Regions from separate parts of the Sus scrofa genome. Here region 2 is linked to region 1. Evidence: chromatin contacts called from public promoter capture Hi-C data. All regions are on one chromosome and are shown on one strand. The core of a region is the stretch at or near the end of the contact, and the rest is flanking DNA. Distances in the headings are between cores, read along the strand shown.

Evidence for each region. Promoter capture Hi-C pulls out the DNA fragments that hold promoters and counts their contacts.
Region 2: a contact with region 1 is called in a promoter capture Hi-C map of fetal liver, with 2.6 times the contacts expected there. The contact joins the promoter of SCAI here to the promoter of RPL35 in region 1. A contact is called at or near these places in 2 of 5 promoter capture datasets (fetal liver and fetal skeletal muscle) and 1 of 2 datasets of contacts at active chromatin or transcription factors (alveolar macrophages).

The regions. Positions count from the first base shown.
Region 1 is chr1:265,639,346-265,644,726 of Sscrofa11.1, forward strand. It overlaps RPL35 (ribosomal protein L35), which reads right to left and starts at 2,933. Exons shown (of 4, transcript NM_214326.2): 1 at 2,907-2,933; 2 at 2,304-2,440; 3 at 1,113-1,194. The coding sequence starts at 2,909.
Region 2 is chr1:265,863,457-265,868,603 of Sscrofa11.1, forward strand. It overlaps SCAI (protein SCAI), which reads right to left and starts at 3,643. Exons shown (of 18, transcript XM_021068616.1): 1 at 3,480-3,643; 2 at 2,717-2,761. The coding sequence starts at 3,532.

The DNA of each region.
Region 1 (5,381 bases), core at 1,683-4,182:
TTCGTTAACCACTGCGCCACGACGGGAACTCCTCAAAGGTTTATTTCTGATCATCTTTTCACTAGAGAGAATCCACCAAGTTCTTTTTTTTTCCCCCTGGGGAACTCCAGGCACACCTCTTTTGATAGACCAAATGCTCTAGTCTTCCAAATGCTCATTTGGGTACTGATGTGAAGCCATTCTTCAAATGTAATCAGAAAAAATCCCACTGAAGACAGCAGCTTCAACCAAATGTTGAGCTCCAGCCTGCCTTTGATATTCTTGTCCTGACAGCAGCCCCCACAATCACACAAGCCAACTCCTTACAGTAAGTCAAACGTATGCATACACATCATGGAAACTCTCCTACTGGTCCCATGTCACTCCTTGAACTCTAATGATACTAGTTTTAAGGACAAGACCAGAAATGGTTGTGGAAATCCTAGGCTGAGCAACACTCAACCCACCCCTCCCTAAGACACTGTTTGGAACCTAGGCCCCATCAATCAACTTATTGTAGTTGACGCTGGGAAATTTAACCTAAGCCTTGAAGTCCCCATTTAAAAAATAATACCAGATGCTGGACAGTGAATGACACTGGGCTAGCAATACAATTAAAACATTTAAACAGTTAATTCTCAAACTCCTTAAACTCATCACACTGGTGAGATTTTATTCAAAACCCCAAGTTTCTGGGAGTTCCCATTGTGGCCCAGCAGACGTGAATCTAGTATCCATGAGCATACGGGCTCAATCCTTGGCCTTACTCAGTGGGTTGGGGATCTGGCGTTGCCATGAGCTGTGGCACAGGCCGGCAGCTGTAGCTCCGATTCCACCTCTAGCCTGGGAACTTCCGTATGCCACAAGTATGGCCCTAAAAAACAAATCGCCCACCACCCCCAAGTTTCTAGCAAGACTCCCACATCTTTGAGTACCTGACAACTGCAGCCCCAAGGAAATGCAGTCTGCTTGCCATATACTAGTCAGAAGGCATACCAAAAAAGCTGAGAAGGCTCTGGAAAGCCCCGTTCTGAGCACCTGTGTAGAGAAGCTTACCAAACTGCTCCGCTGGCCAAAGAAGAGCTGGAATTTTGCTCCTTGTAGCCAAGCACCACCCTCCCTTCCCTACTAACCTTATAGAATTTCCTGAGGTTCTCTTTCTGGGTCTGGTTGATGACGGTGAGAACGCGGGCAATGGATTTGCGAACAACTCGGCTACAAAACAGAGACATCAGTGAAGATGGGGAAGGCACACAGCACTCCCCACCAGCTCCCCCATTTTCATCCATCTCAGGAGGAAGGTGTTCTGGAGGCTAAAGAGACAATACATGGGCATCCCAGGTGTGGGGACAGGGGAATGGCTGACATATCTAGTGCTTTTGCAGAATTGTGAAGTGTTCATTGAGGAGGCTTAATGAGAAGAGGTGGAGGGCAGATCAGGAAAGACATTCCACCCCAGGTCATACATCCTGAAATCTATAAAGAAGACCTAATCAATGTTGATTTGAATGAGCTGACTGGAGGGACTCATGCCACAAGCTGGGCAACCAAGTTCAGTTCAGGGGGTCATAGGAGGAGCCACTTGGGAGGGAAAATGAGACATCTGAGAAACAGAAATGCTAGGGATGGGGTGGATGAGTGGGGAGGCTGAAATGAGGAACAGGCTGGATAAGCGAATTTTTAATCATGTTGAATATGAGGCATGTAGCAGGATGAGGGCCACTCAGTTAACGGTAAACCGCTCTTGAGGATCCACAGAAGTTGCTTGCACACTAACATAAGAAAATTACTGGGGACCCATTTTATAGAAAGGGAAAAAACCCTTAGTGATCAGGCAACCTGTCCAGAAGGTTAGATGTGGCAGAAGCAGAATTTTTATGCCCAAGTTGACTAACTCCAAACCCATGTTCCTTTCACGAGGCTTGGTTTTTGCTCCACATACAGCAGCTACACTACAACTCAAGTAAGAGGTGCAACCAAGTGAGGAGAGATAAGACAAAAATCAAGTGCTGGTAGGAGGTAGGAGAATGGGCTCCAGTTAGATATTCGGAGGCAGCATTAAAACAGGTCTTCAGGGACAGCCAGTTCTTTCCCCAGCCAGACAGGCCCAAGGAGGTGTCAGGCAAAAGGACCACAGGGTCAAATGCAGGTAAAGGCAGCGGGTCTCCAGGCGCCTCGGCCTGAGCAAGGGGAGCCGGGAGAGGATGGCTAGAAAGGGCGTGATGTTCCCACCCACAGATCCATGCAATAGGCACTTAAAACGCTCCCAATGCTTTTGTATCCCCCACACCCAGAGGGCCGTGGTCTGAACATCCGTCACTTACATCTTGGAGAGTTTGGAAGCCGCCCCGCCTGTCACTTTCGCGACGCGCAGTTGGGACAGCTCCACCTTCAGGTCCTCCAGTTGTTTCAGCAGCTCCTCCTTCTTCTTGCCCCGAAGGTCTCGAGCCTTAATCTTGGCCTGCGCGCAAGAAAGAGTAAAGTCTGGTCAAACACCTGCAGGGCCGTCTGCCCCACGGCCGCTTACCGAGGCCTCCACCTCCCGTCCTCCCCTCCTCCCGCGTCGTGATCAGCCCCTCGGGGCGCGCGCCTCGCACTGGGCCAAGGGTGCGCTGGAGGGCCTGCACGACCGCGCCTTGGGCAGGGCAACCCAGGCTCCAGCAGACGCGGTCTCGCCCAGGCCTGCTTCGAGACGGGCTGCCACCCCTATTCCGCAGAAGGAAAGACAGAGGCCCAGGCAACGAGCACCTCTCCGGGCCCAGGCCTCTGGTGGAAGGCGAGAAGCCGGCTGGGGCGATGCTAGGCCATTCCGCACAGCGTCCCACAGGCCAGGCTGGCAGATGAGCTCCCAGGACTCGCCTCGCGGCCCCCACCCCAGCCCCCGAGCCCCACAACGCGCAGATGGCACCCGATACCCCGGCCCTCACCATGGCTGTGCAAGCTGCCGCCGCCGCCTTCTTGGAGGGAAAGAGGAAGAGGCGGGGCTGACCTCGGCAACTACTGCCGGGTAGCGGTGGGCGTGGCCAGTGGCTCCGCGGCCGGGGAGCTCCAGCTCCTCCCTGCTACTTCCAGCCCTACTGGCGCGCCGCGAGTAATGAGTGGTAAAGTTAGTCCAGCTCTGCTCCGGGGAGCCGGAGCCCCGCCCAGCAGTGCTCGCCTCTTCCTTAGATTTGGTCTAATGCCCTGAGCAACGCAGTGGGGTAAGCGAGGCCTGGGGTGAGGGGCAATTTGCCAGAGATGGCAGAGTGAAGACGGATTCATTTATTTCTTCATTCATTCATTCGGTAAATCTTTGCTGATCGCCCAGTCTGCACTACTTCCAGCTAGGAACCAGTGTTCCGGAATATAGGGGATGAAGGTTGGGGTTTTCAAAGATGAATTAACATGGCCCCCCTCCCTTGAGGGAACTTGAACTTCAAGGTGGGCGGGGAGGACCGGGGTCAGACAGGTATAATCCAACTGCATAAATATTCTAGTGGAGGCAGCCAGTGGTAAGGTCAAGAGCAGTCATGGCTTTTTTAGTGAACCTGACCCGGTTTCAAATTCTTACTCTGTTGCTTGGAGCTAGCTGAGACTCTAGGCAAATCAAATCCCTTCCCCTGAGTGTCAGTTTTCTCACCTGTGAAGTGTGGTATTTGTGAGGATCAGGAAAATGACATGTAAAACTCTAGTCCAAGACCTGATGTGTAACAATTGCTCAAAGTATTATCCATATTAATGCTCCCAGTTTAATGAACACTTGAGGGGGCCCTGAAAGCTAAAGGGAAGGGAAAGTGATCAAGCTTTCTAACTGGACAGTTTTATCGTTGCTCCAACCAGCAAATGTGTATCAGTCAGTGCTCTAGTGTCACTCTACTGCCCTTAACAAAGACTCATCCGCATGTCTTAGAGCTCTCATTAAAGCCAGGTTGCCCCCTGTTGCTGTCAGGTGTCACCTCCAGGGAGCCTCTGCTTGTGTCTGAAGCTTTCTGTGCAATCCTCTCTTTAGCTCCAAACACACTGAATTAAAATGAAAGTTATGTGTTTATCTCCACAGCCAGCCTGGAAGTTAGTTCCCCAAGGGCAGAACCATGGCGAACACCTGGTTTATTTTTTCTAGACTCCAGGCCCAGCACATGAATACTTGTTGGATGAATTGAATTAAGAAGCATTGCCTCAGACCACAATGAGGCAAGACTTCCAGGAAGTGGAGGGAACTAGGGAAGAGAGGGCAGAGGACAGTGCTGGTAAGGATTAGTTTTACATGGAAGTTGAATGGTGCACAGGAACTTGGCTGTCCTGTTTTTCTAAATGCTTATAGTTCTGTTAATGATTGTGTACATCTTTTTGGAACTTGAAGCCATCTATGACTACTGTTTGTTATATGCCACATCCAATCCATTTCCAAATTCTACAGCCTTTATCTTCAAAATACCCAAACTTATCCCATTTCTCTTATTGGCACCTGCCAGGCCTGAGCCACCACTGTCACTGGGACCACTGGTGTCATCTCTTAAATCACCAGTTTGGCTCTTGCTCCATGTGTTCTCAGTACAGCTGCTAGAAGGACCCTTTTCAATTTTGAGTCAAATTGTGTCACTGCTCTGCCCAGAATTTCAAGGGCCTGTCAAGACCACATCCTTTCTTCAGCCTACAAAGCCTCACCCTACAGCAGCTCCTGCCCCCACCTCCCTTCCATCTCATTTCTTCTCCCTCTTCTGCTCCAGTGTGGCTTTACTGTTTCTGGAATACACCAAGCTTGCCCTGCCTTTGAACCTTTGCTTGGCTCCCTCCTTAACTTCCTTCAGGTCCCTGTTAAGTGTCACCTCCTCAGGGCCACCTCTTGACCATTAAGGTATTCTCAGGAACTGCATGGTTTTTTTTTTTCCCCTCAGCAACCAGTTATCCCTGACATAGAATCCTATGGATTTTGAAAATTCTGCCTCCCTGACTGGAATGGAAATCCACGATCATAACCAGTGACATTATTTCATTCACCAGTTTATTTGGGGGCTTTTTCCTTACTTGTAAAAGTGAGCATTTCTGGCTTAAAGTTCCTTCTGATCAGGATGTTCTGGGAATATGAATTTCTGCTGTATTGTGGCCTGAGTCACACAGATTTCTTTCAAGGTATGGAGCTGAAAGGCAAGTTTTCCAGGACCCCTGGGACTTTTATTCAGCACCTATCCCACTGTAGGAGTCTTTTGCTGTTGTTTTGCATGCGGAAGTACCCAGGCCAGGGATAGAAGCCTTGCCACAGGAGTAAGACTGCTGGATCCTTAACCCATTGAGCTACCAGGGAACTCCTGTTGGAGTCTGTCTTTAACACCCTAGATAGCATCCTAGTCTGGCAAAATTTTTTGATCTGTAGAGACAGTTCATGAGAAGTATTTGAAGCAATGAAACGGGTCATTTCACTAACT
Region 2 (5,147 bases), core at 2,393-4,892, 220 kb after region 1:
GTAGCTGCCACCCTAAGCCACAGCCACGCCAGATCCCAGCCACATCTGCAACCTCCACCACAGCTCAAGGCAACACCAGACCCACTAAGCAAGGCCAGGATCAAGCCCCCATCCCCATGGATGCTAGCTGGGTTTATTACCACTGAGCCACAACAGGAACTCCTCTTTTTTGCTTTTGTTCTAGGAACCTGAAAGCCAAATAGGAAACCTACCTTTAGTAACTATGCAGTACTTTCTAGTCTATATAACTTCACCGCTGAAGTTTTAAAGAGGTAGGAAATAAAAGGTATTTAGTAAGGGCTTTTTAATCTAAAATTTATCATATACTTTCTATGTGCCAGCACACTATACTAAGCACTTTATGACCCGATAAGGGTTGAACTATTACTATTTCCATTATACAGATGAAGGAACTTGCGCTCAGAGAGGTTTATTAACTTGTACACAATTTCATAACTTGTATTTGACAGACATAGGACTCAAATTCTGCCCAAACCATTATACTCAGGTGTAACGTAGAGAAGAGGAAGGTGAAGGAGAGAGGAGAAAGTCCACATGGGGAGTTCCCGTCATGGCGCAGCGGAAACAAATCCGACTAGGAACCATGAGGTTGTGGGTTCGATCCCTGGCCTCGATCAGTGGGTTAAGGATCTGGCATTGCTGTGAGCTGTGGTGTAGGCCAGTGGCTACAGCTCCAATTAGACCTCTAGCCTGGGAACCTCTATATGCCACAAGTGCAGCCCTAAAGACAAGAAAAGAAAAAGAAAGAAAGTCCACATGGAAGATGCGATGTTTGAGGGAAGTCAAAGTGAGAAGCTTGCCAAGGAGCAAGGAGAAAGCATTTCAGAGAGAAAGTGAAATCATGTGCAAGGACCTAAAGCAAAGAGAGAACACAGGTTCCAGGAACAGCAAACACAACACGGAGTTACATGCAGCCATTAATTCATTGTGAAGGGGCCACAAGAAAATTAATTCATTTAATACTAGACGTTTAGTCGATCCATTATTGAGAATCTCCATGGCCACAATACTAACCTGTGGCTGGAGAGATAGGAAGAAGTGAAATACAGGCAATCTCTTTTTATGATTACGCTAAAAACTCTAAATTATATTCAATCAACAATGGGGAACCACAAAAGGATCTTAAGCTTGAGAATTATAAGATCAGCTTGCACAGCATGGTCAAGCAATGATCTATTCAAGGTGGGGAAACTCAGTCAGGGGGCTACTCCAAAAGACTCCCAAGGTGGGTAATGACAGTTAAACAAGGGCTGTCAAAAAGAAATACAATGCCAGCCATACATGTCATTTTTGATTTTCTAGTTGCTATGTTAGAAAAAGCAAAAAGCAAAAAGTAAAAATAATGAGTGGTACTTTTATTCAAATATATCTTAAGCTTTAATATTCATGATGCAATTAATATAAAAAGTAGTAAGCAGAAATTTGACATGCATTTTTTTGTACTACTCTGAAATCTGGCGTGTTTTTTAATACCTTGGGCACGCCTCACTTTGGACATTAAATTTTCAGTGAAAAAATCGGAACCGTATTTAGATTTCATAATTTGGAGACGGAAAAGCAGATCCACGTATCCAAGTTGTTCCAGACACCTTAAACATTTCCCAGGATCAGTTTTTAAACTTAAATTAATTACGACTGATAATATTAAAAATTCAGTTCTTGGGTCATGCGAGCCACATTTTGGAGCATTTGACAACCATATACTGCTACCATACCGGGCAGTGCAGGCCTGAAGGGTGACAAAGGAACTGTGGCTCTTGACGACTTCCACTATCAGCATTGCCTATCTACCTACTTTTTTCTGCATATAAAGGTCAATAACTCAGCAAATATTAACTATTACAGTGGTCCTACCGGTCACATCCTCACTACTACAACTTATTTTCTCGAGGCCAATGCCCACATCCGTGAGAAAGGAATCTTTGAATGACCACACAGAACTGCTATGTACTACCTGACACGTGTGCTCAGTACTGTTTGTGGAACGGGATGTAGGCTCTTCTCTACTCACGAACAGTGCACTTGCTGCAGACTGCTTAAGCCCTTTGCTTCTATTTTCCGATGGTTTGATTATTTATTAGACTCTATGTAGAATGGGGGCAAAAAGCAATAAAGACAACCTATTTTCAATTGTATATTTATTAGGAGTATTATAGGATAATGGTTGAGAGCTTCAGTTCTGGAGTCAGGCTACCAAGATTCAAATCCTGGTTCTATCTTCATGAGATGTGTGTGTGTGATCTTGGGTAAATGCTTGACCTCTCTTGTGCCTCAGTTCTCTCTTCTGTAAAAAACAGTGACAATTGTACATACTTCCTTGAGGGGGTGCTTCGAGGATTACAGAATACAAATAAGCACCCACACTTCGTACCTGGCACATAGCAGATGTTTAATAAACATGAGCTTTTTAATGAAAGCTGGTGGAGAAGCTGAAGTCATGGCTAAAGGGAAAAAAACACGAGGTCTTCTCAATTACCTACATCTCTTCCCCACATAGTCTTGGATACCAAAAAAAGTGTACAGGTAGTACTTTGAAGTCCTCAAAAGAGAGAGCTTGCAGAGAGTTATATTCATTAAGAAAGGAGCTAAATAAAAAACTTCATCTACTGACAGTGTATAATTATGCAGTATAGCATAGGTGCAGCGAAGCAAATGGAAAAACACAGAGCAAAATTAGGAAGGTATTTTGCCTTACCTGCTTTTCCGTTTTCGAGGTGGTTTCTCCACTGTGCCAGTCAGTCTACAGACCAAACAGAGAAGATGGTAACTAAAAGTAACATACCAGGACACATCTGCGGGCCCTACTGTGCCAGTCAAGAACTCAATGCACCACCCTCCAGAACTACAGGCTCGCTAAACCCATACCTGACTTGACAAATGCCTTATGCTCCGCTTCCCCTATTTACCGAGACCAAGCAATCCTGGGATACACTGTTCCCCTAACGTCTGTTTAGCCCAAACCCTGCTTTGCCTCCTGGTCTCTCACTCCATCCTCAGATCCTATTCGTCACAGCCCAGCTCCCCAAAACCATCCACCACCACCCACTCATTGTCTGCCTCATCACCCCCGCAAGCCCCTCGGGCTTCCCCTTTCCCGTGCCCACCCGCTCTCGACCATGCACTGCCCCTCCGAGCCCCGCCCCTCCAGGCCCCGCGCACCCCGCATTCCATGGCCCCTCCGCCGGCTGCGCGCGCCCTGCCCCTCCCGGCCCAGCGCCCCCAGTCTCACCCCTCGGCGCCCCTTCCCTTACACGCCCCTCTCATCCGGCCTAGAAGATGCGATCGCCGCCCAGTCGTTCCGCCGCCCCGAAGCTTCTCCCGAATTCCCCGCAGCCTGAACCCCCCGCCCCTCCAGTCTCGGCGCCCCGAACGCTTCACGGCGCGAGCTGCTGCCCCTGGGCCCGCTCCCGCGCCCCCACCGCATCCCCAACCCCGACCTCCTCCCAGCCCCGCCCCACCTAGGGGCCAGGCGACTCCGCGGCTGCTGGGGCTGCCGGGCTCCTCTGACCATCCGGCTCCTGCTCCGCCGCGGGAGCTGCTCCGGCGGCCGCAGGGCTCGCTCGGGTAGCTGAGGCGGCGGAGGCTGGAGTAGGCGGAGAGGCGGGAGGAGGGCCTCGCGCCTCTGCCAGGCTTGCGGCGGGGCCCGCCTCCTCCGCGCCTCTCCTCGGCTCCCACTGGCTAGAGCCGTAGTGTGGCCGAGAGCCTGGCGGCCGATTGGACGCTCGGGCTGTCACATCCCACCGCCTAGAGTTTGGTTGAGACTGCAGGTGGCGGCGGAGGTGCCTTAGAGACTGCTAGCAGGGCCGGGGAGACCTAAGCGCCACCGTGCGGCCTAAAGTAGAAACTGCATCTCCGGCGCCCAGACACCTGCGGGCAGGTTTTCCTGGCTCAGAGTCCTGCATCCCACACACCTGCTGGCACCCCCTCCACTGCAACCAGGCCAGGACCAACAGCCAAGCGCTGCAATTTCCCAAACGCCTCTGGCAGGTGTGACAATGAGGTGAGTCTCCAAAATGAGCTTCATTTTGAACCATCTCGTATCCAGTTCCTGACTACATCATGGTGAAATGGTCAGAGCTCAGATACCATACCCTTCCTAGAGGATCCAGAAAGAAAACTTAAAAATCTATCAAAATGAAGCGTGGGTTAAATGCTCAATTCTCTGTATAAGAGATAACAAGCATGGGTGCAGGCGTCCAAAAAAGCAAGAGATTTTTTTTTTAATTACCAAGAAAGGAAAATCAACCCTTCAAACAGAATTGATGCAGTTAGCAATAACAATGTGTACCGTTTTCAGAGGCCGAAATAGAATGTGTTGCTAACTGTCCAATGATACTGCAGATTGTGACTTCTACTCCAGCTAATCAATTTTTTAAAATTCCCTTGCATTTTTAGTGTTGACAGACCTAAGCCTGCAAGACTACCAGCACATAAACATAATACATCAGTTAGCTTTTTTCTACTTTAACAAGGCCACCCTTGAAAATAAGACATAACTGATTAACATATGTACAAAATTCTTCCTCTAAAGTGGAATCTCCTTCAGCCTTTCTGCATTCCCCTGGGATTTTTGTTCTGTAGATCTTTGGTATCTTTTTGGAGCTGGAAGGAGGCATAAAACTTTCTTTTAAGCTCATGTTTTATTAGAACACACTTTTACACGTCAAAAATGTGACGTCTTCGAGTTGTACACACCAAAAAGTTGGGGACAAGTCTCTTACTGATCTTCACAAATGGCAAAAATGAGACTGCTTTTCATAAAGCCAAATTTATTTGGTATAAAGGGATGTCCTCTGCGATGGCTCTTTTTACATCTTTTGATGTTAAAACTGACCTTCCTTCTATGAAATAGTAAACTATAATAGGACTTCTAAAATGGCTTTGACGGGGGAAAAAAAAGGTTGAACATCTGTTGGCTCCCCAATATTTTACATAATCCTAAAATTACAGAACCACAAATAGCCTCAATCCCAACCAACAATATCCACCCTTATTATCACCAAGCTAGAAAAGGGAAAGAACCCCCAAATAGTTTGTCAAAGAAGACTGGGGGAGGTGGGGTAGGAAGAGTGCTGGTGGGGAGGATCAACTTACTGACACTAATCTTGAATATCACTCATTATGTT